4 separate regions of the Mus musculus genome follow, and regions 1, 2 and 3 are each linked to region 4. The links are chromatin contacts, called in public promoter capture Hi-C maps. All regions are on one chromosome and are shown on one strand. The core of a region is the stretch at or near the end of the contact, and the rest is flanking DNA. Distances in the headings are between cores, read along the strand shown. Region 1 holds the start of Pnma2 (paraneoplastic antigen MA2). Region 2 holds the start of Scara5 (scavenger receptor class A, member 5). Region 3 holds the start of Zfp395 (zinc finger protein 395). Region 4 holds the start of Ptk2b (PTK2 protein tyrosine kinase 2 beta).

The links. Promoter capture Hi-C pulls out the DNA fragments that hold promoters and counts their contacts.
Region 1: a contact with region 4 is called in a promoter capture Hi-C map of stem cell-derived epiblast-like cells, with 3 times the contacts expected there. The contact joins the promoter of Pnma2 here to the promoter of Ptk2b in region 4. A contact is called at or near these places in 6 of 39 promoter capture datasets (embryonic stem cells, frontonasal cranial neural crest, hippocampal neurons and 3 more), 1 of 484 Hi-C or Micro-C datasets (embryonic stem cells) and 3 of 115 datasets of contacts at active chromatin or transcription factors (embryonic hindbrain, embryonic stem cells and neural tube).
Region 2: a contact with region 4 is called in a promoter capture Hi-C map of stem cell-derived epiblast-like cells, with 4 times the contacts expected there. The contact joins the promoter of Scara5 here to the promoter of Ptk2b in region 4. A contact is called at or near these places in 5 of 39 promoter capture datasets (the 3T3-L1 cell line, embryonic stem cells, liver and 1 more) and 1 of 484 Hi-C or Micro-C datasets (embryonic stem cells).
Region 3: a contact with region 4 is called in a promoter capture Hi-C map of pre-B cells, with 4 times the contacts expected there. The contact joins the promoter of Zfp395 here to the promoter of Ptk2b in region 4. A contact is called at or near these places in 9 of 39 promoter capture datasets (the 3T3-L1 cell line, the C10 cell line, embryonic stem cells and 4 more) and 1 of 115 datasets of contacts at active chromatin or transcription factors (memory CD8 T cells).

What each region holds. Positions count from the first base shown.
Region 1 is chr14:66,909,883-66,916,948 of GRCm38.p6, forward strand. It overlaps Pnma2 (paraneoplastic antigen MA2), which reads left to right and starts at 1,326. Exons shown (of 3, transcript NM_175498.4): 1 at 1,326-1,411; 2 at 5,440-5,568; 3 at 5,877-7,066. The coding sequence starts at 6,247. It overlaps Dpysl2 (dihydropyrimidinase-like 2), which reads right to left and starts at 1,159. Exons shown (of 14, transcript NM_001378767.1): 1 at 560-1,159. The coding sequence starts at 901.
Region 2 is chr14:65,663,774-65,670,745 of GRCm38.p6, forward strand. It overlaps Scara5 (scavenger receptor class A, member 5), which reads left to right and starts at 2,630. Exons shown (of 9, transcript NM_028903.2): 1 at 2,630-2,973; 2 at 6,784-6,901. The coding sequence starts at 6,790.
Region 3 is chr14:65,354,403-65,361,000 of GRCm38.p6, forward strand. It overlaps Zfp395 (zinc finger protein 395), which reads left to right and starts at 4,274. Exons shown (of 10, transcript NM_199029.2): 1 at 4,274-4,353.
Region 4 is chr14:66,277,819-66,284,713 of GRCm38.p6, forward strand. Ptk2b (PTK2 protein tyrosine kinase 2 beta) reads right to left here and starts at 3,234. Exons shown (of 31, transcript NM_001162366.2): 1 at 3,065-3,234.

The DNA of each region.
Region 1 (7,066 bases), core at 76-2,575, 630 kb after region 4:
GCTCCGGGCGCTGGCCGTGGTCCTGACCTCCTAGCTCAGAACCATGGTGCTGAGCGCACTAGAGGCGGGGACCTTGCCACACTGAGTAGCCATGTAAGCCCTTGTCCCTACAGACCCCAAGGGAATCCTCTAGTCTTCACTGCAGCCTTCCACTGCTCTCTTTGAGCTGCATCAAAAAAGGGTGGGGCTCTGAGCCGCAGCTGCAATCGGATGCCGCCCGGGAGGATTTAAGAACAGCACAGTGGTCCACCCCAATCGCCACTCGACGCCTCCAGCCCGGGGATCAGCTGGTCCCTGACGCGGGTTCCCCACCTCCCAGGGACAAGGAGGCTAGGGCAGCCTTTGTGGGAGCTCAAACGCCCACTGGCGAACCCGTGCCTCGCCGCACCCTGCGCGGTGAAGGGGTGGGCAGGGCGCGGTGCGCGTGCAGATGCGGGAGGCAGAGCTCTTGGTGCCGCGTGCTGGCTGGTGCTGGCTGCCACGCGGGGATGCTCGGTCCTCCGCGACAAGCCAGGGGGCAGCCCCGCGCTCCGATCCCACCCTCCACCCCCATACCAACCTGATCATAGATGTTCTGCAGGGCTTCCTTGCCCGAGGCCCGCCGGATCTCCACCTTCCGGCTCGATTCAACAGATGGCTCCCCACTGGCACGCCGGCTCTGCCGGTGCGGGTCGGGGCCCAAGTGGGCGACATCGCGCTGCTGAGCCACCACTTGCCCCGAGCCCCGGCCCACTGAAAGCGAGTCGAAGTCGATGGTCTTGTTCTCCGAGGACCCTTCCACAGGGCAGAACATGCCGCAGAATTTCTGCCGCGGCTTGGGACTGCCGGAGCCCAGGTTTTTAAAAAAGGCAGGGACCTCTTCGTCCTCTGCTGCCTTTCCAGATTGCTTTCTCTCGGCCATGGCTCAGGGGGCGCTGGGGAAGGTCCTGTCTGTTCGTCCGTCCGTCCGTGGTTTCCTAAGTCTCCCTAGCTGGGTGTGCACTAGCCTCTTGCTGCCGCCGCGGCTGCCTCTCCCTGCCTACCGCAAGGTGCACAGAAAGGATGGAGAGCTGGCGAACCGGCGACCCACCCCTCGCGGTCCCTCCTCCTGACCCCGCTTTCTCCCTCCCTGCCCACGCCCCCCGGCGCCGCCACGCCACCTCCGAGCAAAGTTGGATCTGAGCGGGCGGTCGCTGCGGCAGAGGATGCCAGTTCCCGGCAACGCGGGGCGGGGCGGAGTGGGGCGGGGCAGGAGGAACGCAGGATCAGGAGGGAGGGGACAAGGAGGGAGAGGACCCAGAAGGAGGAGACGGAGAAGGGAGGGTACGAGGGGGTGGGGGGCGCCCGGAGCCTGCGCCCCGGAAGTAAAGCGGACACTCCACCCGCTAATGGACGCGCGGCAGCCGCCCGACAGACCTCTCTCGGCGCCAGGGTGAGTGTCGGATAGCTATAGCCGGGCAAGGACCCGAAGGCTCAGACCCTAGTCCAGAGCCCCTCTCCCCGACCTGCCTCACTGCATTGCTAAGGTGGCCCTGGGGCTCCCCTGGCCTCGGGTGAGAGCTGAGGGTTGAGGGAGCCAAGGTTCAAGCCTGAAGGCTCTTGGAAACTGGGCAGGGGTGACCCTGGAAACAGCAAAGTCTACTCCGGGATAACCAAGTATCCGGCACCAATGCTTCAGTTTACCCACGACCTGGGCGCCAGGGCGCGCACTGCAAGGAGCAGAAGGAAAGGAGAATGTTCTCCCTGCTTGCAGCCCCTGTGGTTGGGAGGTGGGGCTCACAACATGGCGGGGGCGAAAAAGCAGAGGAGCATAGCAAATGCAAGCGGTGACCGGGGGAGAAAGCAGCAAGCCTGCGGTGCGGGGGGGGGGGGGGGGGGCATAGTAAAGAATGCAGACTGAGGATTGCGCTTCAGCATAGAAACTGGGGACCCGTAACATCATCTGAAAAGGCCATGCCCTGCACATCAGCCATTGCCTCAGAAAAGGCTCAGAAGAGTCCTGGATTTGATATCTCCAATCCCTCAAAACACACACACACACACACACACACACACACACACACACACACACACACCCAAAACGGAAAATGGTTGGGGACTAAGCAGACTGAAGCACACTCATCTTGCTTTCAAGTCGCCCCGCCTAGCTTCCCCGCCCCTGTTGCACGCTGCGCAGGAGGCCCGGGAGTTTGCCAGATGTTCCTTCTCTAGGGCCGCAGCGGTTTGCATGGAGGGTAGAGGTAGATTGCTGTTCAGGGGAGGGTTACATGCTGTGTGAGTTGTGGGCAGCCAAAGTGTGGGGATTTGGAGTGTGTGCGCGCGTGCACACGGTTCAGCCACGACCGCCAGGTTCGAGGCTTTTCCTTGCTTAGTCCCACCTCCTGGTCCTGGCTTGGTTGCATTTAAGCCCCTCCTGTTTTTCCAGAGTGGCTGAAAGCTGCAAAAGTGTTGCCCATCCTTTAGGGGTTCTGGAGCGAGATCTGAGCATGCTCACTAAGATGGATGGGTTTGGTCTAGGAGAGGCAGTTTACTGCAGCGTGTTCTCACAGGGCGTTGTGACCAAGAAATCAGTCCCATTGTCAGCCTTTGCTTAGGTAACGATTGCTTGCAGATATCAACGCCCCCAGTTGCCCGAGATAGCTTGATTGATGGAGTCATAATTTGTGCGCACACACACACAATCCTGTAGGAGCCGAAAGGAGGGCCTATGGACCTTAGCACCAGAAATGCTTGGAATTTTCTTATAAAGTGTCCATTGGAATTGTCAATGCCACACTAAAGCCCTGAGGTCTTTCATCCTCCCTGCCTTCCAAGTTAGGACACCAGTTTATGAGTCATTACGCCTAAAGTCATGTGTCTAGTTGTCCAGGCCTTTGCCCCAAGAGCCTGGTTCCTTCAACAGGTTATCCTATAGGCCTCTTTAGTGAGAAAAGTACAAAATCCTTGCATTCTTCCATACCCAAGCATTTCCCTGGTGGTTCTTTTGTACATCAAGGGTGTTTCATTTACAGTCTTAAAATCTTTTTTGGTTAACCTTCATTTATGTATATGGATGTTTTGCTTGAATGTTTGTACATGCACTGTGTACAGGCCTGGGGCCATTGGCGGCCAGACAAAAGTGCCAGATTCCCCTGGAATTGAAGTTACAGAGTAAGCCAACTTGTGGGTGCTAGTAACCAAACCTGTGCATTTCACCACTAAGCAATCCCTCCAGATGTGTGAGGCCTTAGTTAATTGAAGAGCAACCCTTGTAGGTATGGTTACCATTGGGTTAAAGGTCTCAAAGGCTAGCAGATTTCAGCATGACAATTTTTCTGTGAATCTGGACATTTGGTGTTTTTTGTTCATTTGTTTGTATTTGTCTTTTTTGTTTGTTCGTTCGTTTTCTGTTTGTTTCGGTTTTTCAAGAGAGGGTTTCTCCGTGTGACAGCTCTGGCTGTCCTAGAACATACTCTGTAGACCAGGCTGGCCTGGAACTCAGAGTTCTGCCTGCCTCTGCTTCCCAAGTGCTAGGATTACAGGCATGCGCCACCACTACCCAGCATGTCGCTTGTGTTTGTTTTTGCTCTTTCTGAGACAAGGTCCTGTTTGTAAGCCCAGGCTGACCTCAAACTCCCGATGTAGCCAAGGGAGTTAAACTCCTGGCTCACTTACCTTCACCACTTAAGTGCTGGGGTAATGGGTATGTGCCACGGCGCCTGGCTTATGCAGTGCTTGGGATCTAACTCAAGGCTTTGTACATAGTGACAGCACTCTGCCAACTAGGCTACAGTCCTAGCCCCTCCAGAGCTCTTCACATCTCATTCCTCGAAACAACTCCAAGCAGAGGAAGTTCACTCCCATATTTTACAAGGGAATCTCAGGCCTAGATTGGTCTGAAGTTCCGGGCTCCCATGCTGCCAAGCACAGGGTGAGACAGCATCTTGCTCTCCTGGTTCTGACACAGTGGAACAGCCTTCAACACCTTCCAGGAAGACCGGATCTGCTCCTGCTGCTGCCATAGTTAAGACCAGCATCTGTGGCATACAACCTCCTTCAGAGTGATGGGAGATGTTCAAACCAAGGAGGAAGTGGATATAGCACCCTAACACACCCTCTACAAGTCTCTGAGAGGCACAGTCAGGCACCAAATTACAACATTTCAGTTGACATAACACATGTGCCCTATAAGAATGCATGGTCTAGTGATGGCACTCTGACATTCAGCCAATTAGGAAGCGGCTTCTCTGGAGGCATCCTCATGACTAAGTGACCACACTGTCACTGGGAGCACTCCCTTTTACATTCTCCAGTCTCCCCAGCCCTGCAGAGCAAGCACGCTTGGTGCACACATCACTTTGCAGTGGATATGTGTTCTGTCTTTGCCCTTTTCTCAACGGCCCAGTTAAATTTAAATGACAATGTCAAGTTTAAATGTCTTAGTTACTTTTCTATTTCTCTGGCAGAGCACCATGACCAAGGCAGCTTATAGAAGAAAGCATTTGATGGGGGCTTACCGTCTCAGAGGATGAGTTCATAACCAGTGTGGGCAGGAATATGGCAGCAGGCAGGGAGGCATGGAGGTGGAGCAGAGAGCTGATATCCGATCCACAAGCACAGGACAGAGACTGACAGTGAGAAGGGCATGGCCTTCTGAAATCTTAAAGCCCACCCCCAGTGGCACACCTCCTCCAAAATCCTTCTCAAACAGTTCCACCAGCTAAGGACCAAGCATTTGAACACATGAGCTTATGGGGCCCGCTCTCCTTCAAAGCACCACAGGAAGAGCCGGGTTGGTAACTTACCATGCATGGCCCTTGAAAAGCCTGGCTAGACACAGCCACAGAAGACTGACTCCTAACTCCAAAGTGTACTTCTTTTTCTGAGATTTGAATTTTCTCCGTTCTACCCATTTTAAGTACTCGTAAGTGTTTGAATGATTCTGTTTAGTTTTGTTTGTGTCTTCTTTTGGAGACATGATTTCTCTATATAACCCAGATTGACTTCAAACTTGCAGTCCTCCTGCCTCAACTTCACAAATGCTGGGAGTGCTACCAAATACAATTCAGTTGGATTTGTTTTTTAAAGATGGTTCTCATGTAGCCCAGGCTGGCCTCCCACTCCCTATGAGGTTAAAAAGGCTCTTAAACCCCTGATTCTCCTGTCTCCAGCTTTCAGGGGCTGGTGTTACAGGGAGGGAGCACCATACCCAGTTTATACGGTACTGGAAATTGAATGCCAGGCTTTCTAAAGGCTTCTTCTAGGCACGCATTCTGCAAAGTGAGGTGCGTTCCCCGAACTACCTGGGCTTTTTCTTCTAAGAAGTATGGTGACTCTGTCCTGTTTAGGATGCTTTATTAAATTCTGAGGATTGTCATTCCTTTCTTTCTTTACTAAACTGTTACGTTTTTAATAAGTGCATTAATATTTGCTACTAGGTTTTAGACCTAAAAAGATGCTATTCATGTTTGTGTGTAACAGGGCAGCTTGACTCGACTGAAATTGAGACACATACATCCTATTGTATAGAGATGTGTGACATCTTCCTGATCTGGAAGCTGAGTACTTGGCTCCTTGGTTCTTGAAAAACATTCTGGAACACATGAACAGGTATTTAACTACATCTCCTAATTCCATCTTTTGAATGGTGAAGGTCTTGAATCCTGCTCACTGGTAGGGCTTTCAGGGTGGAAAGACTGGATTTTAGCTGGTTCTCACCGGGGAAAAGGACAGTTGGCAAAGAAAAGGGATTCACCAGAGTGGGGTAGACACAGGCACAGTGGGAGTCAGAGCCCTTGGTTCACCCCTAGTCCCACCTAGTGTGTGTGTGTGTGTGTGTGTGTGTGTGTGTGTGTGTGTGTGTGTGTCCCCTGGGAAGTAGAGGGCTGTGTAGTCAAAATGAGCCTCTGTTTCCCTAGGAGTCCTTGCCATCTCACTGTGTGACTCCCCAGAGTTGGGTGCTAGAGTGGAAGCCACCTCCCCCATTGACTAGAGAGAGGCGAAGTGACAGAAACCAGGAGATGGTGGGAAAAGCGATTGTTCCAGGTGCCTCCCGATGACAAGAGTCAGCACCACGCAGTTACAACAACCAGCCCTCGGAAGCAGCAGCGACCCCACTGCAGAGCAACAGCCCACCCTACGTACGCTGCAGGACCCGTCAGCCTTGCTGTGGGTCTGAAGACAGACAGGGAGTGTCTGGTTCTTGTGACTGGGTAAAGGGACAGAGCATTTGGCCCAAGAGGCTTTGAGACCTCTTGGAGACCAAGTCCAGAAGCATATCCTGGGACAATGGCGGTGGCCCTGCTGGAGGAGTGGTGTAAGATCATGGGTGTAGACGTCCAGAAGTCACTGCTGGTGGTTGACATTCCGGTGGACTGTGGTGAACCTGAGATCCAGACAGTCCTCCAGGAGGCTCTGAAGTGTGTCGGCAGCTACCGGCTACTAGGCAAGATATTCCAGAAGCAGGACAACACCAGTGTTGTCTTAGTGGAACTTATGGAGGACACAGATATGTCTGTGGTCCCCAGTGAGGTACAGGGCAAGGGAGGTGTCTGGAAAGTGATCTTCAAGACCCCTAATCAGGACACTGAGTTTCTCCAAAGACTGAACCTCTTTCTAGAAAAAGAAGGGCAGACGGTCGCAGGGATGTTCCGAGCCCTTAAGCATGAGGGAGTGTCTCCAGCCACCCCACCCTGCACGTCCCCTGAGTTATTGGCCCATTTGACGGGGCAGGCAATGGTTCACGGCCAGAGGCCTCTGTTGCCTGTGAAGTACTGTAAGATGAGAATATTCTCTGGGAGCACAGCAGCTGCCCCAGAGGAGGAGCCCTTTGAGGTCTGGTTGGAACAGGCCACTGAGATAGCCAAGGAATGGCCCATCCCTGAAGCAGAAAAGAAAAGGTGGGTGGCAGAGAGCCTCCGTGGCCCTGCCCTGGACCTCATGCACATAGTACAGGCAGACAACCCTTCCATCAGTGTGGGGGAATGTCTGGAGGCCTTTAAGCAGGTGTTTGGGAGCACGGAGAGCCGTAGAACCTCACAGGTAAAATACCTAAGAACCTATCAGCAAGAAGGGGAGAAAATCTCAGCCTACGTGCTCCGGCTGGAAA
Region 2 (6,972 bases), core at 1,380-3,879, 610 kb before region 4:
TCCTGCCTTGGTACTGCTTCCTGTCTGCCATGTTGTGAACAGCCTCCACCACCCCCTCTTGCACCCACCACACCTTCTCTGCCAGCTTGGTCTGAAGTCATGAGGCAAGGAAGCCTTTCCTCCCTGGTTGTTGTCAGGTATTATGGTGCCAGGAGCCACAGAGGTGAAGAATACAGAGGACACCCCTGGTCTTAGCGGCTGTCTTCATTTGTGATATAAAACAGAACGCCTGTGAACAGAAATCTAGAGCAGGCAGGGATTCATTTCTTCTCCATTTGAGACCTGAAAGTCCAAGATAAAAATGCCAGCTTCCATCGTGTTCTGACAGTGTGATCACTTGGCAGGAGGCACGAGAGAGTCTGGCCATGAAGGTCGAGTCTTGCCATGGTAACAGACAGACAAGAAGAAGCTATTTCTGTAAATCCTTCTTACTGTGTGGTTGGCTCCTGCCATTCCCAATAGGCCCCGCCTCCCTGCACTGCTGCCCTGGAGATTCAGTTTCTGGGATGTGAGCTTCAACCACAGAACTGACACATTCTATTTCTTGCTGATGCATATGTGTGTGTAATGACGGTCTGCAAGTGTCACATTCTGAGCACACACCTCGCTAGATGGGAGATTCCATTCCCAGGGATGTTGGTGACTTGTTGAGTGACAAAAGCATTATTTTTGTAAGGAGTAATAAAGGGGGTGGTTACAGGCCTAGACTCAAGGCAACGCCTAGGGCTGAACTGCAGCTCTGCTGTTCACAGGCTGGAGGGATCCAAGATGGATCACTTGATCTCTGTGTAAATGGTTTCAGGAGCTACACCTACTTCACATGACTGTTAAGATGTGCACAACGTCCCTCCCTGAATTAACAGTATCCAAATCTGCAGAGCGAAGCTGACTATAGATCAAAACTATTTTTTTAAGTAATCGGGGTTTGTACTGAATAATAAAATGTATCCTTACCCTAGTTCTCAAAATTCTACAGTATGATAGCTGTTCACAATAACATTTACATTGTGTTGGGTAGACTACATAACCTGGAGATGGTTTAGAGTAGACTGGACGCTGTGCAGGGCCATAAAGATGCAAACACCTTGATGTTTTATGCTGAGCATCTAAATGCCTGAGGTTTTGGCGTCCATGAAAGGGTCCTGAAACCAACCTCAGGAGGATATCAAGAAACAAGTATATAGGTATTCGAAAAATATTTGAAGTAGTGCATGCATTATCTGCATGTATAGTAAATAATATCATAAAGTGCCCCTTTCTTCTCTTCCTCCTTCTCTTCCTCTTACTCCTCCTTATACAAGACTGCTTTTTTCTTCCTGTAAAGCAGTGTCCTGCAGAAGCTGCCTCTGGGCACAGTTAGGAGGGTGGTCCCTGAAGATGACTAAAGCTCTTCTAAGTAGTCAGCTGAGGGTTGGCAGCTGTACTGTGGGGTGGGCAGAGTTGAGTTTGGCAGACTCTCCTGTTAGAAATCTGACCTTGAAACCCTGTTCTTGTGTTTAGCCAACAAACAGGAACTTATTTATGAATGCTAGCTTCTGCACACTTCGGTCCAGACCCATCATCTGATCTATCTAGTTGTGGCTCACACTGGGTTCTTGGGGGAGGGAGGGAGGGAGGGTATGTCTCTCTGATAGTCTTTCTCTTCCCACTGTTCTCATCTGAATTCATTGCTTCTTTAACACCTGCTTGAATCTCTTTTTAATCCTTCCAATTTGTGTTTAATTTTATTGTGTGTATCTGTATGTGTGTACATGTGTACAAGTGTATGGGGGGAGGGGACTGAAGTCAAATTCTGATGTCGTTCTATATTGAGGGTTTTTAATACAGAGTTCCCTTGCTGGTCTGGAACTCACCAAACAAGCTAGCTTTCCAGCCAGTGAGCCCAGCAATCGTCCTGTCCACAGCTCCCCAGCACTGGAGTCACAGTGTGTGCCACCACGCCATCTTTTTTTATGTGGGGGCTGGGGATCGAGCTCGGGTCCTGCTTGAGAGGTCAGGGTCCTGTGGATTCCACTATCGCCCACCCTAGTGTATCTCCTTTTTAAAAAAAAAAAAAACAAGGTAATTGTTTGTGTTGAGGTTTCCAGTCCTTTGAGGTCCAGTCAGACTTCCAACCAGAGGGCTTCTCCCAGGCCCGTTCTCTCGTGCCTCATGCAGTCTTTGTGCTCCACAGACACTGGCATTGTTACTGAATTGTGTTGATCTTGACTTCGGAAGTTCTTTCAGAGCCCACCACCCCCACCCCAGACTTTATTCTAAATAGCACCAGTGTGTGAATTGTCCAAGTCCTTTGGGAGTGGATGTAACTTCAGGAAATGCCAAATTTGCTGAATGAATTGAGAAACGCCAGTTCCGTGCTACAATAAATTTTACAAGACTTGCTTCCTTGGGTGTGTCACAAACCAGGTCTAGCCGCCATTTTCTCAGAAGCTGTCCAAAAAGTATTTTGAGCAAGGCCTTTAACACAATCACTGAGTCCCAAAGCCAAGGGCTGGAATGCTGTGCAGAGAGTTGTAAGTCTGAGGATGGCCACAAGGGGGCAGGCGTAGTCCAAACTCCCTCTAGAAGTTGCTTTTAGAACTTTTTTTTTTTTTTAAATAAAGACTGGAGGTTGGAGCACCTCCCACCCAGTCAGTACCTAGCAGAGCTGTGGGTGACTCCACAGAATATCTCCGGATCGCTTTCTGAGGCTGACCGACGCTGCACCAAGACAAGGAGTCCCACGTGCAGACCTGTTATTCAGCCACTTTGTTGAACGGATCCTCCCATAGAAGTGACTCTGTGGCCCTGGCCTAAATCACTAGGTGACCCTGAAGACTCTTTCTATATGACTCCATCTGGATTTGGCTGGCTGTGGGTACAAGCTTCAAGGGACTTTCTGGGTCTTCGTGGGGCAGCAGTCAGCTCTCTGGCTACCATGGCAATCGCTGGGAACTGAAGGGACAGGGCCCAGCCTCAGCACGGGGCATACAGGTGAGTTTTGACATTTTGACCTAGAAGCTTGGGGTAATGGTGTCCCAAGGGCAGATGGAGGAAGCGGTGTGCTGGTGAAGCTGAGAGTTGGGAAGTCCTGCTGACAGAGGACCTGGAGTTGCAGGCCTCCAGGTGGGAGGGTACGAGGGATCTGAGCCTGTAGACACACAGGGGCCCCAGGACTCAGTTACTAGAGCTGTAGTGTGTGAGCCCGCATCCAGATGCCAGAGGGATGCTATGGCTTCAGTGGCATCTCTGGCTGTCTTATGTCACAGCTCCAGAGCCTATTCAGGGAGTAAATGCATGTGCACAGTATGCAGTGCGCATGGGCGCATGTGTGGGTGCATGCATGGGTGCATGTGCATGCATTGTGCGTGGGCATGTGTATGTGTGTAAACACACCAGGGTGGGACAAATGAAGCAGGAGGTTATTAGTGAAGCATCTGGGCCTCTCTAACTGTGAGTTGGGACCCGGTGAACTGATGAATCCAGTTAGAAAAATAACAGGTTTAAGACCTATCTAGTAACTTTTTCTTGGGGGCCAAATTTGCAGTGACTTTATTTGGTTTAAATGAGTTTTAGAACCCAGGCAGTCCAAAGAGAAGCTGTAAGCCCTGCCAAGTGAGAGACCAGAGTCCACGGAAAAAGATTCAGAGTCGCAAGTGAGGCCCCTGATCTAGCTCCCTGCCTCAGCAGGAGTTTAGCCCTTTTGGTGCTCCCAGAGAAACTTCCAGAACCAGGGTTCAAACCTCAGTCTTAAGCCACTTTTGAGGTTGCTTTTTTGTGAAGGGAACCCCCACACAACTTCATTTCTGGGACTTTTTGAGCAATGGGGAGTCCTCAGGACTCTGAGATCCCCATCTGCTGAGGAAGAAAGAATTTTACAGTCTTTGACTGTCCCCTGTCTTGCATGGCTTTGAAAGGTCCTCGCTCCTGTATCAGCTCACATGATGCTCACTGTGTCCTCTTCGCTTCCCCCTTCCCAGGGAGGTGTTCCGCAGAGTGGACTTCACATCACAGGTCAGCAAAGTAGAACACCTTCCCAAACTGAGAGATAATAAAAGGAGCCCTTGTGCCGTGAGCTCCCTCCCTCCGGCACCTGTGCAGAGGGTTCGAGGGTGTCCCAGGGCAGCTGTCAGATGACTCTGGAAGCAATGCTCATCCCCTATTCTCACCCTTTGTGGGGAATGACTCATAACAACCCCTGGGTGGCTTCCTTCTGATTAGCAAAGCTGAAGTCCAGGCTCCTTGAGCACCAGGGGACCTGGGGTTCCACCCATGTGACCCAGGTTTCCCTTCAAGCCTTCTCCTCTGCTCATGCCCTTACAGATGTGCACTAGCTGCCCCTCTGGTGTGCCTAGTGCAGCTCCTGTTACAGCGGCCCTGAAGGTGGCCACTGAAAGTAACAGACATACATATATACCTTTGATACAGCAGCCCATGATGGAGTCAGTGCTGTGTGTGGAGACCCCTGAACCATCCATCTAATTACTGCCTCGTTGACTCTTTATTTCCAGTATTATCATTCTTGCCTCTTTGGTCTTGGTTAGGTTATCTTTAAACCAGAAATGCCAAAATGATTGATCTGCCTTCCTGCCTTGCTCATAGTGCTCCCAGGAAGTGCTCCCAGGAAGTGCTCCCAGGAGGTTTTGGGGTGTTGGGGGGCAATCAGTCTGAGGCCCAAGGGGCGTCTCCAATGCACCAGCAGCTTCCGTGATCACCACTACTCTAGAAGATCAGCTGTGACGTGCCTGAGAGCACAAACTGAGTCTATAGATGGTAGAAGAGGATCTCAGAGTTCAGAACCTGCTCTGGACTCTGAGAGGAGAAAACAGAACCCCACATAAAACTAGGGCAGGCAGAACGTGCTTACATTTTGTTTCCACGTAGTAAAGAATTGACCATTTCCAAAGTCATCCCTCTCACATCTGGACCTGCTCCGTCCCGGCCCCTTCCTCTAGGCCATTGCTCAGTCCATCCAGGCAGTGGGGAGAATGGCTAGGAGGAGTTGCTGGTGGACACATTCTAGGTCCCAGGGGTCTGGAGTTGATCAGGAGGGAAGGAAGGTGGCATGAAAGAGGTTCTGGGGACCTCTGGCTACAGCCCCAGTTGCCTTTGGCAGAGCAACAGTTATCACAGGCTGCAGAGACAGTGGCCTCCAGCTTTGTAGCTTCTTAAGACTGAGGCCAGAGGGGAAGGACCACACACATCCTGAGACCAGGGAGGATCCCCTATATGTGAGTAGAGCTGGAGCCATCCTGTGCCCCACCTAGAGGTCCTTGCTGGGCGGAGGGCTTGGATGGAGACCAGTTAGGAGATTAGCAGATTGGACACCATGGGGGAAGGCACAGAATGGCTAAGCAGAAGCTGTTAGAAGGTGTTAGCATGTGAGAAGTTCTGATAGACCCAAGGACCATCTCCCTCCCCTGTCTCTCTCATAGACTGGAAGAAAGACCAGTGTGTGTGTGTGTGTATCCAAGTGAATGAGCCAGAGCAGGGGAATGTGACACCCCCCTACTTGGAGTGATAGACCAGAAGACCCCATCGATCCTGGGTCGTTGCTTGGGCAGTTAAACAGCCACTGGTCAATTTTAGCCTCTTCTCCTCCCCAAAGGTCAAGTCTCCATTCTTGAAGCTTCTCTGGTAGCCCAAGCTCAAGTTGTAAAGAGAGAGCAGATGGTTTTGCTTTGCCCTTTCCCCTCCTTCTTTGTCCCCACGCCCTACCTCTAAAGAGGGAAGGATGACTCCTAAGACCCATCACAGTCTCCCAGTCTCCCCACTGGCACCTTCCAGGCACCGTACGTCTCACCCAGGGCTGTGGGTCCTGCTTATTTCTCAGGATCTCAGTGTATCTGGTCCATGCTGGGTTTGTGCCCATCTTCCTAAGGGTTTTGTTTTTTCCAAAACTCACATTGAAGATAAATAAACACCTCTCCCATCTGACTTATTTTCTCTCCTCTTTCCCCCCTTTGCCTTCCTTCCCCTCCACTCCTTCCCTCTCCTTCCTCCCTTCTTTATTTTGGTTAAATAACCAGACAGCTAAAGAACATCAGGAAAACAAGTTGACGCACACTGACAGCCAGTTAGAGTTGTTGCTGAGGGTAATGTGTAAAATTACAGGCCATGTATGTGAAGAAAAAGCCAAAGGATTTTGTATAAACAAACGCTTTGCGATTCGGTTTTTATAAAAAGGATTTTTCTCATTACACAAAGAATGCAAATCCATCTTAGAGAACTCAGAAAATCCCTTCCAGCCCTGGTCTCATAAAGCCCTTCTCCCCCAGAGCCACCCGCACAGGCTCTGAGGATGGCCTTCCAGTCACACAATTATGCACAGCAGAATGAGACAGTGTGGGCCACACTGTGATGCAAACAGCATGGCTGGGTCACTTCAAGTGAGAGTTTCCCAAGACAGGAGCTCAAGACGCCGCCCCAGCCTTGGGGGCATCATGTAGGCAGAAGCCCCCTGGCCAACAGTTGCTCAGTAAGACTTATGGAGACTACTCACCCCCTAGACTCCTCAGGAGATGAATTCCTGCCACAGCCTGCTGTGGGGTTAGGGACCATCTGACGGCCTCAGCTGACCCTAACCCATGTCAATGCATCTGTGCTTTCAGATTCCTTCTTGCAATTATCCCACCCTCCCCGGTCACTGAGGCTTACACAGTGGTTCCCAACCTTCCTAATGCTGTGACCCCACCTCCAGGCTGGGGTCCCATGGGTGGGCACCTGTTTCTACATTTGTTTGTCACATAGTTGACTCTGTGTCTCCTTTGTCCCCTATGCTGCCTGGTGTCTCTACTGCTTCAGGATACGATGGACAACAAAGCCATGTACCTGCACACCGTGAGTGACCGTGACAACGGCTCCATCTTTGAAGAACCCTTTGATGGCAGGAGCCTGTCCAAGCTGAACCTGTGTGAGGATGGTGAGTGCTTCTATCTGTCTTGGGTGTTGAAGTTCTTTCTGGGGTGTTGAAGATCCTTAATTTCCACTGTG
Region 3 (6,598 bases), core at 3,024-5,523, 920 kb before region 4:
GAGATTTCAGTGAGGAGGGGGTAAATTGAGGGTGCTCTGACCCTGGGAGAGGCACCTCCTCCTGCTTTGGAGGCCAAAGGAAGCACGTCAGAGAACTTGCTCCTCAAGTGTTTCTGCTTAGGGATGAGCAGGGAGAGAGCCATGTAAACCAGTGAGTGTGAACAGGGTGGTTTAAGCAGAGAACACAGCCAGTGACAAAGGAAGACATGCGTTCTGCTGAGCAGCTGAGCATGAATGGAGCGGACAGAAAGCAGAGAGGGAGGCAGGTGGTGGCTCACCAGGAGGGGTTCTATGGGCAGTGCTGGATCTGTATTAGAAAAGCTTCAGGCAGCCTCTGGGAAGCCTTAGGCAGAATTAAGAGGTTAAGGGAAGGATAGATTGGAGAAGCCACGCCTGTAAGCAGTAGAATCAAGAGTCTGAGGAGGGTGACCATTTTAGGCTCATAAGTGCCCCAAATATGACCTATTCATGTGTCTGTACAGCATTAGGTAGGGGCAGGGACAAAGGTCTGGGTCTGCTTTGCTTAAGCTGATAGGAGATAGTCTTCAAAGGGTGGGTTACTTGAATGGAAGGAAGGCAGAAGGTGCCAGCACTTTTGTAGAGAGCCAGGGTGTGGGAGAAAGGAAGGTCAGCAGGCCAAAGATGAGACAGCCCTCAGCACAGGCAAGACCTTTAATACAGGGAAGCAGAAACAACAGGACTACAAACTCCAAATGTCAGTTTTGCAAGCACAGTTGGCTTGGCATGCACTGGGCTGCATGTATGTATTCAGGGCCAGGGACTGGCTTCTGAGGGAAGGTGCTTCATGCTGGGGTTTGTGTTGAGACCAGGCATCTGTGATAATGGGGCATTCTGAGTTGGGGCTAAAGGGAGGCACTCTGGGATGTATACTATAGCAGTAAAAAGGGATTTGCATCTAACATATGCTGGGAGAAGACATATGTTCCTGAACAGCCTGTGATTCCAAGAAGAGATTTCAACCAGAACAAGCCATGGGCTCTGTTCCTATTCAGAGTATGGCTCACTTTGCACACAGTGGGGCATGTGTTTTGTCAACTAAGCGAGCATCCCAGTTTGATCAAGACTCAGTCATTCTAGGAAGTGTACGTTTGGTTAAAACTTTAAATGAAGGGCTGGAGAGATGGCTCAGTAGCTAAGATCATTGGCTGCTCTTTCAGAGGTCCTGAGTTCAATTCCCAGCAATCACATGGTGGCTCACAACCATCTATAATGGGGGTCTGGTGCCTTCTTCTGACATGCAGGTATATAGGCAGATAGAACACTCATATACATAAAATAAATAAACAAATATTTTTTAAAAAAAGTTTAAATGAGATAGTTTAAGAAAAATAAAAAAGGTGATGGTGGTGCACACCTTTAATTCCAGCACTTGGGAGGCAGAGGCAGGTCAGTCTCTGAGTTCGAGGCCAGCCTGGTCTACAGAGTGAGTTCCAGGACAGCCAGGGCTACACAGAGAAACTGTCTTGAAAAACAAATAAATGAGTAAATAAATATAAAAATAAAAAATAAAGAAAAAATGAATTCAGGCTGGGGATTTAGGTCAGTGGTAGAAACCTTGTCCAGCAGGCTCAAAGCCCTGGGTTTAATCTCCAGTACTGCAAAAATAAATTAGTAAGTAAATAAATATCAGTAATGGTGGTACATAAATGTAATCCTAGCACTCACGATGCAGAGGCAGGTGGATTTCTGTGAGTTCAAGGCCAGTTGGGGCTATACAGAGAGGCCCTGCCTTAAAAAAAAAAAAAGCAAATAAATAAAAATTATAAAAAGAAAAAAATTGGGCTGGAGATGTTGCTCAGTTGGCAGTATGATTGCCCAGTATGCACGAATGAAGCCCTGGGTTTGGTTCCCAATGAAACATAAATGGATGTCGGTGCCTGCCTGTGACCCCTGTTCTTGGGAAGTGGTAGAACCCTTGTCTATCTAAAAAGCTTAGTGTAGGCTTACTTACAATGCTAAAGATCCTGTCTCGGAAAACACAGTTAAACAAAAACCGAAGCCAGACCCTCATCCCTTTACAGAGCCTAGCCGTTTAAATCTTGCCATGTTGCTCACACTCCAGCTGGAGACCTACTCTGTGTATACAACTTTCATTTAGCTCAACAAGCACTTCTGGAGCCCCGGATTTTACTATGAAGACTCACTTGTCTCAGACACCCTAGTCCCTGGGCTACAATGATCAATTACGTGCTTTGTTTTCTGTATTGCTCAATTCTGAGTGAGCAGCAGTCTGCTTGTGAGGAGGCCAAGCGTTCCTTGGGGCAGAGACTGTATTGCAAACTTCAGGGTGATCAAGAAAGACTTGAGAGGAGGGACTGACTATACAGAAGCATTTGGGGACAACTGGAACAAGAACAGAAAGCCATGCATGGACTGCATATGTCCCTTTAATCATAAAGTGTACATTTCCAATCCATATCTTCATGTTAAGGGAAGGCTTTGTGTATTAAATAAAGTCACCGATGTGATGCCCTATAACACTTTATTCTTATCTGGAAACAGAACTTTTTCCTGAGGTTGAGAATTAAAAGGGAGAAGCAGTCTTGGGTGAACTACACCCTGGGCAGGCTGATCCTAGAGCAGGTAAGGCAGGCATTTGAAACTAGTTAATTCATCCATGTGGGGCTGTCTTGTGCACAGCAGGATATTGGTGGAATACTTAGCCTTCAGCAGCTTAAATGACAGTGAGAAATCACCCTCCCAACACCAGTAAAAATATATCTAGATATTTTAAGGACAAATTAATATTATTAGGGATAAAAAAAATCACCCCTAGTTGAGAATCATCTCCTGTAGGAATTTTGATTCCAGTTGGATAATTTTATTTCAACAAATAGTTGAGGGCAGAAAAAAGGACATACTATTTTTTTAAAATGTATTTATTGTGTATGTACAGGGCTGGAGTTGATTCCCTCCGCTATGTTGTGCATGTTGGGGCTCTAACTTGTGACATCAGACTTGGTCACAAGCAGTGTTACCCACGAGCCCTCTTGCCAGTTCCCAGGACATATTGTTTTTCATTTGCCGTGAGCTAGGCACTATCTCTAGTTACACTGCTTTGTTTTATAGATCAAGAAGCTGATGTGTTTAGGGCTGAACCTGCTAAAGATGCCAATGCTAACTCAGCTCTTAAAATGGGATGTGATTCCCAAGCTCTACTAACACTCCACGGCCTCCTAGAAACACAGGAAGTCCAAAATTGGAGGTGAACTGCAACTTCGAAGTATTTTAAAACTTTTTTTTTGAGAAGGGAGGGGCTATTACTCTTTTACTCATTAAATTTGATTGTAAACACACACACACACACACACTCACACACACTTAGACATTCGCACACACCCCTCTCCACTGTCCTTGGCCTTATCTAGAAAAAACACAGAACTACACAATGGAACCGCTTCGATTCTCCCTGTTACAAATTATCCAAAAGCCAGAGCCTAACGGTGCCAAAAAGCAACCGGTATTGTTTACACAAGGGCTGAAGGCTAATAGTTAACTTTCTCCTATTTAATTCCAGAAACAGTAAACATCGCCTCGCGCTACAACTACAAACGAATAAAAGTCATAAAACTGGAGAAGAACACTCTTGGTCCAAAGCGAAATGGAAAGGTTGGGTTTTCAAGCGCTTCCGCCCTCGCGCGCCGCCTCCCGCTACCCGGCCTCGGGTCCCTGTCGCCCTCGCCAAGCTCCTGTCCCTGGCGCCTAGAGCTTCTGGCTTCCTTTCCCGCCCTGGGGCGCGCTGGAAAAACAACAGCCAGAAACTTTGGTTGGGTTTGCAGTTCAGTTGGGGGGGGGGTCGGGGGGGGAGTCAAAAAAAAAAAAAAGGAGGCGCGGGGGTAGCAGATACGCTAGTTCGGTTCCGGGTGGTGCTGAACGCTCGGATTTCGGGGTGGGGGCTGGGGAAGTGGGTCACAACTCGGTCAGGTTCAAGTGCGCATGTGTGAGAGGAGTCGCTCCAGCACTTATTGAGCGCCCACTGTGTACCGCCAAGCAGGGTGTGTGGAGCGCGCGCGCGCACGTCCGGGGCTGGGGCTGGGGGCGCGCGAGTCGTGCGCGCGCGTGGCCGGGGGTGTGTCCCTGCGTCTGGCTGGCTCGCGGGCGGACTGGCTGCGAGCGGCTCGGCGCGCTCCCTTCCCGGGCGGGGGAATCCGGGCCGGGTTGTGGCCGCGGCCGCGTACGTGAGCGCAGTGTCCCGGAGAGGGAGGGCAGGCCGGCCAGGTGGGCGCGAAGGCGGCGGCGCGGGAGGCGGCGCAGTGCAGGGGCCGCGCCGGTGGCGGGCAGGGCCGCGGCCGCTGCAGGGAGCCGAGCTGTCTGGGTCAGTGGCCGGCCGAGGTGAGCTGCGCGCGGGACCTCGCATGGGTTGCAGCCCGGGTTTGGGGCCGACAGCCAGGGGTGGGTGGGAGACCCGGGAGGCTCGCGCGGCCCGGGCAGGACCGGGGCTGCTGCGGCGCTGGCGGGGTGACTGGGTGGGGGTGGCCGCTCTCCCTCTCACGCGTCGCCTTGTTTATGTCGCGGGTCCTACGGCCCGATCTCCCTCCCAACTTTGAGTGGTGGCCGGGAGTGGCCTCGCGGGGCCACACTGACCTGTTAACCTGCTCCCTTTCCGGCTGAGCCGTCAGCCCTGCGCTATGCGCGCCCCTGCCCTCTCCATAACCAGAGAGTGCCGTGCTGCGGGACTGGCCTCGCGACACACCCTCTCTCAACCCCCTTCTTGCGGCCCCTTTCGCCGCCCCCTTGGCTCTAAGCCTTCCGGGCTCACCCCGGGTCCCTCCCGGGCCGTGGCACTGTGGGCCTCTGGAGTGGCCCATGGGGGCCTGCAAAGGGAGTTTGTCATGGGCAAACAATTCCAAGGCTTCCTGCCTGGGAGTTAAGGCTCTGCACCTTCACTTTAGGGCCCTCTTGGAGATCTAAAGAGACCCACCTGCCAGCAATCTTGCAGGAGCCCTGTTTTCCATCCCTCCCTTTCCTGTGGTTCTGGAGGACTTCCACCAGGCATGGGTTCCCATGATGCCAGGCCATGGCACAGGGGCTATCTATAGTTCTTCACTGCTTTCTGCAAGATCCCTTAACAGAATGGTGTAAAGTGGAGCAGTTTGTTTCAAACTGAGCAATCAACAGGTATTGTAGCCTGAGGACATCCTTCTAAGGGGGGTTGTGTAAATAGAGGTTCTTGCTTTGGAAGGGTGAAACACAAGGAAATTGGTTAGCCCACAGGTACCTCTGAGAAGCCACTCTGCCCTCTTCCCACTGCCAAGCTTTCTGGATGATGTCTCTGAAAGCTATGAGAGAGAAATGATTTGAGAGCTCAAATGCAAATGAACGTGCAAGGGCTGCAAAGTTACTGTGCAGGCTCAGGCACAGGAGGCATGGGAGATAAAGGTGGGGAAGGGAATACGGAACTCAGTTTGAAATAATTTCCACCTGTGGATAATTCCCTGGCAAGACTCAGTCAGAAGGAGGAGTTCACAGGTGACAAGTTTACAAAAGGATGTCCAAGGGCTTGCTTGTCTTGGTGAGAAAGGCAATAGAAGACTCATAGATAACACCCGTCGGGGCTTGTAATCTCTTGGAGGACATAGAAAGACTTGAGCATGTGAAATATGACTCCAGATGGGGCACAGTTAGTTGTCACAATGCCAGGTGCAGAACTGGGTGCTGTTGGAGGTCACAGGGAGGGAGGGAGCTATGGACTGGAATTACCAGGCCTGGGCTATGTGTCCTTGAAAGATGGGATTTATGAAAATGGGATACAAAGTGGAGATGAATATGGGTTTCTCTAGAGTCCAGGAGATGGCCTTGGCCCTCCTGGAATGTTTCCTGAACAGTAAGAGATAGAGAGAGGAATAGTGGCTGAGATTGTGAAAGTCCTAGAAAGTCAGACTGAGAATTGGACTTTTATCCAGGGTGGACTGGGAAGACAGTAGACCAGGGGATGAGGTAACAAGGATATTGGTAAAGAGTTTTGAATCTGATGTTAGGAGACAGACCAGTGAAGTAGCCTGTTGCACTTTTGGAGTGCTGTGGGTTTGGACTTGGTTTTACTGGAAGACACTGCTGTTGAAGTAATCTGTTGACGGGGTGGGTGAAGGGAAGAAATGAATAGGAATTAATTCCTGGAGGAAGCTGATCACACACCAGGGCCTGGAGCTGCTGTAGTTGTTAACCGGACTCTAAAATGTGTGTTTTGCAGAGAAGATGATTGCCACTTGGGCCCTAGAGAGGTCTCTTTTGTTTTATCTGGAAGTAGGTATGTTGGTGTTAGTAACTGTGGCTCTGATAGGTTATGCCCTGGAGCAGAGTGTATGGAGACCCGTCAGGGAACCCAGGGAACAAGCTCGCAGTTGTTTTGGTTGTAGGAGCAGCAGAGAATCCATGCAGGACTGAGGGTCTGACCTGCAGGGCTTCTGTTTTGACCTTTTACTGGACACTGTCTGGATTTGGCCCTGGATGTGGAGGAGCAATGCCGGGGAGTGGGCTTCTAGGGAAATGAGGCCATTTATTGTAAGCAGGGGTGGGGGTGGAGGGAAGTGGGGTGGGCTTTGCTGGAGGAGAATGTTAGACTCTGCTGCGTGCTGAA
Region 4 (6,895 bases), core at 1,984-4,483:
TTTCTATCGGATAAATGGCACCCTTAAGGGACTGGGGACAAAATGGGCTGGGCTGGGGAGGCAGAGATTCATCACTGAAGAAAAGGACCGTTTAATACAACCCATTAGTACACAAGGGAATCTCTCTCTCTCTCCCTCCCTCCCTTCCTCCCTCCCTCCATCTCCCTCCCCCCTCTCCCTCCCCCTTCCCCTCTCTTCTCCCTTTCTCTCTCTCTCTCCCCTTTTAGGAGGTCTCCTTAGGAATGTTCTCATTAAAGCCAGAACCTGTTTCACTGGGTGCCCTTCCTTCTTCTTGCCCCAGCTTGAGTTTTCTAATAAGGAAGTTATTATAAAACAAACGATAATGAAAACCTAATTTTATGGTGCATTTTTGGGTGTTTTGAGCACATTTTCTTTTCATCCATCCATATTTCTCTCCAGTTAATTAAGGTTTGAGCCAGTCCTCTCTCCCCACCTGCTGCCCTCCAGGAAGAGAGCCCTTTGTCTCTTCTGTCTTTGAAGCAGGGTCCTGGATGGGCAAGGAACCCTGAGGAAATAACTTTGTCTCACTCTCCCTCCCGCCTCTGTTGAGAGACAAACTTTTCTCACTAGAAACAGGAACCAAGCCAATGCAGGTTCCCTGCGGTCTCCAGACACTCTATAAATTCGAACAGGAGAAGATGGCACCCCAGGCACTTTGTGGATGCTCTTTCCGTCACTGTGAATGTGTCGTTTCAAGTTAATATACATAGCACTCAAGTGGGGCTTTCATACATTATCAAGGCTCCTACCCTAAACCTCGACAAATAGGCTCTGAGGCTCAGCGAATCCAACAGTTTCCCCATAGGTCTGAATCTAGGACCATTGGTCCAGTGTCTTTCCAAGTTACTACCAAGTGGACTAAGCTGCTTTCACGGTCCCTAGACCCTCCCTCGGCTGTGCAGATGTGTAAGCTGTCTGGGGTGCTGCTTTTCTTCTCTCAATAGCAATATCATGACCAGTCCTAGAATGAGCCTCCAACTGGACCTGTCAGGATTTGTCACAAAATAAATATGCCCTGAGCCTGCTCTTGAGGTGCTGGGTTAGTTCGCAGTCTAGACGGAAGAACATCAGCCTCCGCGTCCCAGACAGACTCAGGACATCCAGTAAAGCTTCAGATAAACTGTGAGTAACGCCGGAGTATTAGGTATATCCCAAATACTGCATGAGACATACTTAACGCTGAGAACCAAGTCTTCAACACATTTGTACATTTAAAATTCAAATCTGAATGCCCCATGTTTTCATTTGCTAAATCTGGCACCTCCATCCCGGAGTGGAGGCACCCTGGGAAGTTTCAAGCAGCCTGAGGTTCCAAGCTTTGCTCCTAGAGGAGTTGCCATGGCAGCCTGAGCACGCCTTCCTAGGCTGGGGAGCATCCTCTATTTAAGGTTGCAGCTCCTCCTGGCCCCTGAACTCTAGGCTCCTAACAAGATGGGCTTCTTGGCTACTTTCGGTTTCCCCGGTATCTCTTGCCGCTCTTAGCCCTTGGATTTGTACTTCTCAGGCTCTGACCTGCTTTCTTCTCCTCGGTTAGTTAATCCCTATTGATCTTCAGTTCTCTTAGTTGCTTCTGCCACAGATTCAGGACCTGTCCCTGCCCAGCCCTGCCCACCCTCTGGCACTGTAATTGGTGGAACTTCATTTCTTCTCACGACAGTCCCGCCCATCCTAGCTCCGCCCTAGCTGGGCAGCTGGAGCTACAGGCTCCTCCGTCTCCCCTCACCTGACAGGAGTACCTGGGTTCAGGAAGGATGCTAGTAAGTGAAAGAAAGAAGGCAGACTGTCCTGCCAAAGTTAGGTCTTTCTTATGAATGTGACTTCTTCCTTCCTTCCTAGGGTCGTGAGTCACTTTTCCCCCACCCCCTGCTCTGCATTTCTTGCGCCCCCGCCCCCACCCGGTAGCTACTGTGAACCGCAAGAGTTTGTTGACCTGAGCACACTGCGGCTGCCTGGTACCCCTACCCTTTCCAAACCATGCATTGTCTCAGCGGGCTCCAGACTGGTACAAGATCTGCTAAGGTTCTTCTCCCTCCTGCTTTCCAATTCTCCCGGGCTAATGCCCCCCCCCCACACACACACACCCAACCCTCAGGTCCCAGCTTGGTTTCTTCAAGGAGCACAGCGGAATCGGAATCTTGCTTCCAGTATAGGGGTGATGGGAGATATTGGTGTCATCTGGCTGAGGGTGAGGGCAGGTGGCAGGACTTGGTGGGCCTCAGAACGTCACCCATATGCTCGCTGTTCACCCACCCAAAGCTTTGCCCACGCACAGCCTGGCAGCAGGAACAGCAGCCCAGAACTTAACCCTCAAGGGGCATGGGGAAAGCAGCTTCAAAATGAGCCAGTGCGGCTGGTGTGAACTTTGGAACTTCAGCACGAACACACACGCACACACACACACACACACACACACACACACACACACACACTACACACACTACACACACTATGGTATGGTTCCTCTTGGAGAACCCCGTTTGTCTTAAAGCTCCAGCTTCAGGGAAAAAAAACAACAAACAAACAAAAACAAAACGTCCCAGAGGCTGGGGATAGGGGTGGTGCAGGGGTGGGAAGATAGGCCACATGGGTGCCGAAGGGCACTGTGGAGAAGAGCGCGCCGTGCCTGGGCAGAGGTCTGAGCTAGAGCTGAAGTTGGGTTCTGAAGCCCTCGGTTGGGTTCGGAGTTCCCAAATCCAACCTTTAGAGACAAGCATTGTTGCTGAGCCGATTTCAATCGTGCCCCTAGTCGCCCCTCTCTGAATAAGATAACAGGACAAAAAGGGAGAAACACCCTTTAGTCTTAAAAAGAACTCCAAAAATAGATGCCTTCTCTAGCGCCCTCCCTAACCCCCTAGCTCAGGGCGGCAAGCTCAGGGAAAGCACCTGCTCCGCGCCTCCGACTTTCTGGGTCCTTGGCTACCTTTCCAGGAATTCTCAAGCTTCCCGAAGGACTGGAACTGTAGACCCTCTCCAGCTTTCCACTTAAGTCGAGCGATCGAAGTGTCCCTGACCCCGGCGCTGGGTAGGAACACGCAGGACTTACCCTCGGGCGAGGCGCGGACTCGGGCCAGGGCTCCGGGCTGGGCCAGGTGAGCGCAGCCGCCGCAGGTAGGACGCGCGGCTCTGCCTGCAGAGGCTGAGTAAGAGGCTGACAGGTTGTTTTTCCCCCTCCTCCTCTCGGTCGTTAACCACACCCCTGCTGCTCTCCTCTCCACTTCCTTAAAGGGTGGGGTGTGCTGTCTGTGTGTGCAGGCTCCAACCTCTTACCATAAACTCTGAAATAGATGCCGCCTGCAATTCCTGGAGCTGCCCGGCTGACCCGGGGGCCAGAGCCCATTGCCTTAGGGCCCCAATTGGGGTCCTCAGGTGCTCCGGACCTCTTGCAGTTGGTTGACCTCCAACTCCTACCACACCTGGCTTCTTCCAGGCACCCTTCTCTGCAGCCTTTAGTCACCAGACCTGACCCATGTTCTCAGCAGTGGCCCCCATGGCTCCACACCTTGAAATGGCCCTCACCCTAGGTCAGATAAATATTAGGGATGCCCGATATGACTGGTACAGGATTGGAAACACCTAGGACTGGGTTTCTGAGCCCAGACCCTGGAGGACCAGAACACAGTCCCAAAACAGTCGGGGAAGGGGTTGGGAATGTAGCTCAGACGGTAGAATGTGTGTCTAGCCTGGATTCCATTCCCAGAACCAAAGGCATAATACTGAGTGTAGGTGGTGGATATCTGTAATTCCAACGCTCTGGAGGTCTATCCTTGGCTATGAGGTGAGTTCAAGATGAGGCTAGGCTGAAAGAGATCATGTCTCAAAAACAAAACAAAACAAAACAAAACAAACAAACAAACAAACAAACAAAAAAACCCCAAACCCCAAAACCCAACCCCAACCCAGCATTAATAACAACAAAACCAGAAAAGACTAGAGAAGCCTTACAATGATTTTCTTCTGTGGCCCTCTCCCTGCATCAGTTTGTATCCGTGACCCTCCGAAGAGGCTGGCCATCTCTTTACTGCATCAGTAAGGCAGTGGTACTTGAGGCAGATCTAAAGTACTAAGTTGCGACATCATTTACTTCTCTAGCCCGAGAAAGATTCTGACTTTCTCCTAAGTGGAGGTCAGTGAGCTGGACTTAGCAGGAGACCCTGCCCCAGACATCTTTATCCTGTGCCCTTTGGGGTTTGGGGTTTAGTCACAGTTCTGTCTCTGATAGTAGCAGTCCTGAGACTGCAACATCAAGCTGCCCAACTCCCTGTGAAAGCCACAGTTTTCATGATGACACTTCTTCACCCTACCCCACCTCCAAGTTCAACAGACCTGCTGCCCCAGGAGACCATCAGAAGCTACCAACACTCATCTTTCAGAGTGGTGGTGATGGCTTCTCAAGAGAAAGCAGACTTAATTAATTAAGAACTCAGGAGGCAGAGGCAAGTAGAATTCTGAGTTCAAGACCAGCATGATCTACTGAGTGAGTTACGGGACAGCCAGGCTACAGAGAAAAACCCTGTCCCGAAAAACCAATAGCAATAATCATAAAATCAATTAAAGCTATAAAGTTCATATGTCTTAAGATGTAACAAAATGTAGATTTTAGCTGTATCCTCCATGTCTACTAAAAACCCTATCTAAAGCTAGCGTCACCCACCCTCAAATGCCTCAACACCACAATATACCCTGCCATCTGCTGGGCCAGCAGGACCCTCTCTACCATCCTGAAGGGCCCCATTTATCAACTATCTGCACTCAAAGACAAGTGGAGGGGTAGAGTTGGGGGAGCAGTGAAGACTGTGAACAGCGTATGGGGTACATGACCACAGGACAAAAAAAACTACCAGAGGGTGTGAGCAGTGGGGTGGCGTAAGGTGTTGGCAGGGGGTGGCTTTCTGAATCCTTGCACTTGGGAAAGAGTGGGTAAAGCGTCTTGTGGTGTAAAGCGAGATCTACCTGAGGGAATGGCAGCTGGCTGACTGTTGAAGACTAGCTGGGTTTGTGTGTGCTGCCCTCATGTGGGCACACATATGAACTACAGCCATATCTCTGCTCTAGTAAGGTCTTCTGTTCTGTGTGCACACACGTTGTATTCTTTACCTGGCATATTATTTCCTTCAAACTTCTCTGAGCACTTTTTTTGGTCACTTCTTAAAAAAACGAGCATATTTCATTATAACAGGTACTCTGCTGCTAACTCACTACCCAGTGTCTTGCCTGTTGGGCTGGTGTTCACTCTCCTCCAGGGTTCTCACCCCTCCTACGCTGCCACCCTTTAGTACAGTTCCTCGTGTTGTGGTGACCCCCCCCCCCCCGCCCCGACCATAAAATAACCTTTGTTGCTATTTCATAGCTGTAATTTTGCTTCTGTTAAGAATCACAATGCACATATCTGTGTTTTCTGTTGATCTTAGGTGACCCTTGTGAAAGGGCCATTTGAGTCTCAAAGAGGGTCACAACCCACAGGTTGAGAACTGCTGCCCTAGACAGTCTCACTATTTCCTCTGGCTAAATAGGAAGAATAAGCAGCCAGCACCACCAAGGTCAATTTATATAATTATTAAAATCTATATTCTGCATATAAAAGAAAGCGTTTGATATTTTTCTGAGTCTGGCTTATTTTGCTTATCACAGTGATGTCCAGTTTCATTTATTTTTCAGAAAAAAAATGACATAATTGTTTGTTCTTCTCTGTGTCTGAATAAAACTCGTGTGTGTCTGTGTACCACATTGTCTTCTCTCACTCATCTGTTGGTGGACATCCATGTGGACTCTATACCTTGGCTTCTGTGCATATAGATCCAGCAAACATGGACATCAAGAGTCTCTGTGGTGTCTAACTTGTATTCTTTCAACTCTTTCCTCAGGATTTATGGCTGAATGACACAGACGTTTTCTGTTAACCAGCTAGCCTTAGCTGGTGAGATGGAATCTGAAAGTAGTTTTGTTTGTTTTGTTTTGGTTTTTTGGTTTTTTGTTTTGTGTTTGTTTTTCGAGACAGGGTTTCTCTGTATAGCCCTGGCTGTCCTAGAACTCACTCTGTAGACCAGGCTGGCCTCGAACTCAGAAATCTGCCTGCCTCTGCCTCCCGAGTGCTGGGATTAAAAGCATTCGCCACCACGCCCGGCTCTGAAAGTAGTTTTAATTGGCATCTCCCTGATGGGTAAGGATGTTGAACACCTTTTCAAGTACTTATTGATGGTTTTGTACTTCTTCTTTTGAGAACTGTTTATTTGTCCATCTATTGATCAGACAATTTAGTTTTGTGATGTTTTTGTAGTTCTTTATGTAGCTTGGATACTAATCCTCTCTGTCAGGTATGTAGCTGGCAGAGCCCTCCCCCACCTCACCCCTCCCTGCCCCACCCCATCCCACTCCCATTCTGTAGGATGTCTCTTCACTTCAGTGATTGTTTCCTTTGTTGTGCAGATGCTTCTTTTTTTTAAAATTTTTTATTAGGTATTTAGCTCATTTACATTTCCAATGCTATACCAAAAGTCCCCCATACCCACCCACCCCCACTCCCCTACCCACCCACTCCCCCTTTTTGGCCCTGGCGTTCCCCTGTACTGGGGCATATAAAGTTTGCGTGTCCAATGGGCCTCTCTTTCCAGTGATGGCCGACTAGGCCATCTTTTGATACATAGTGCAGATGCTTCTTAAGGTCATGTATTCCCATTTGTCAATTCTTGAGATTGACAGATGTCATAAGAACGTGGGAGCTTGTGTTCTTAGGGTCTAATTTAATTTAATATAATTTAAACTTATCCACATCTAGCTTACGAATGAATGAGACTCAGACTGTGGTTATTTTATTTGGCTTTGACAATTACTGGGGGTCACCACTTATCTACTTTTCTAATGGCTGGCCTGGCTTCTT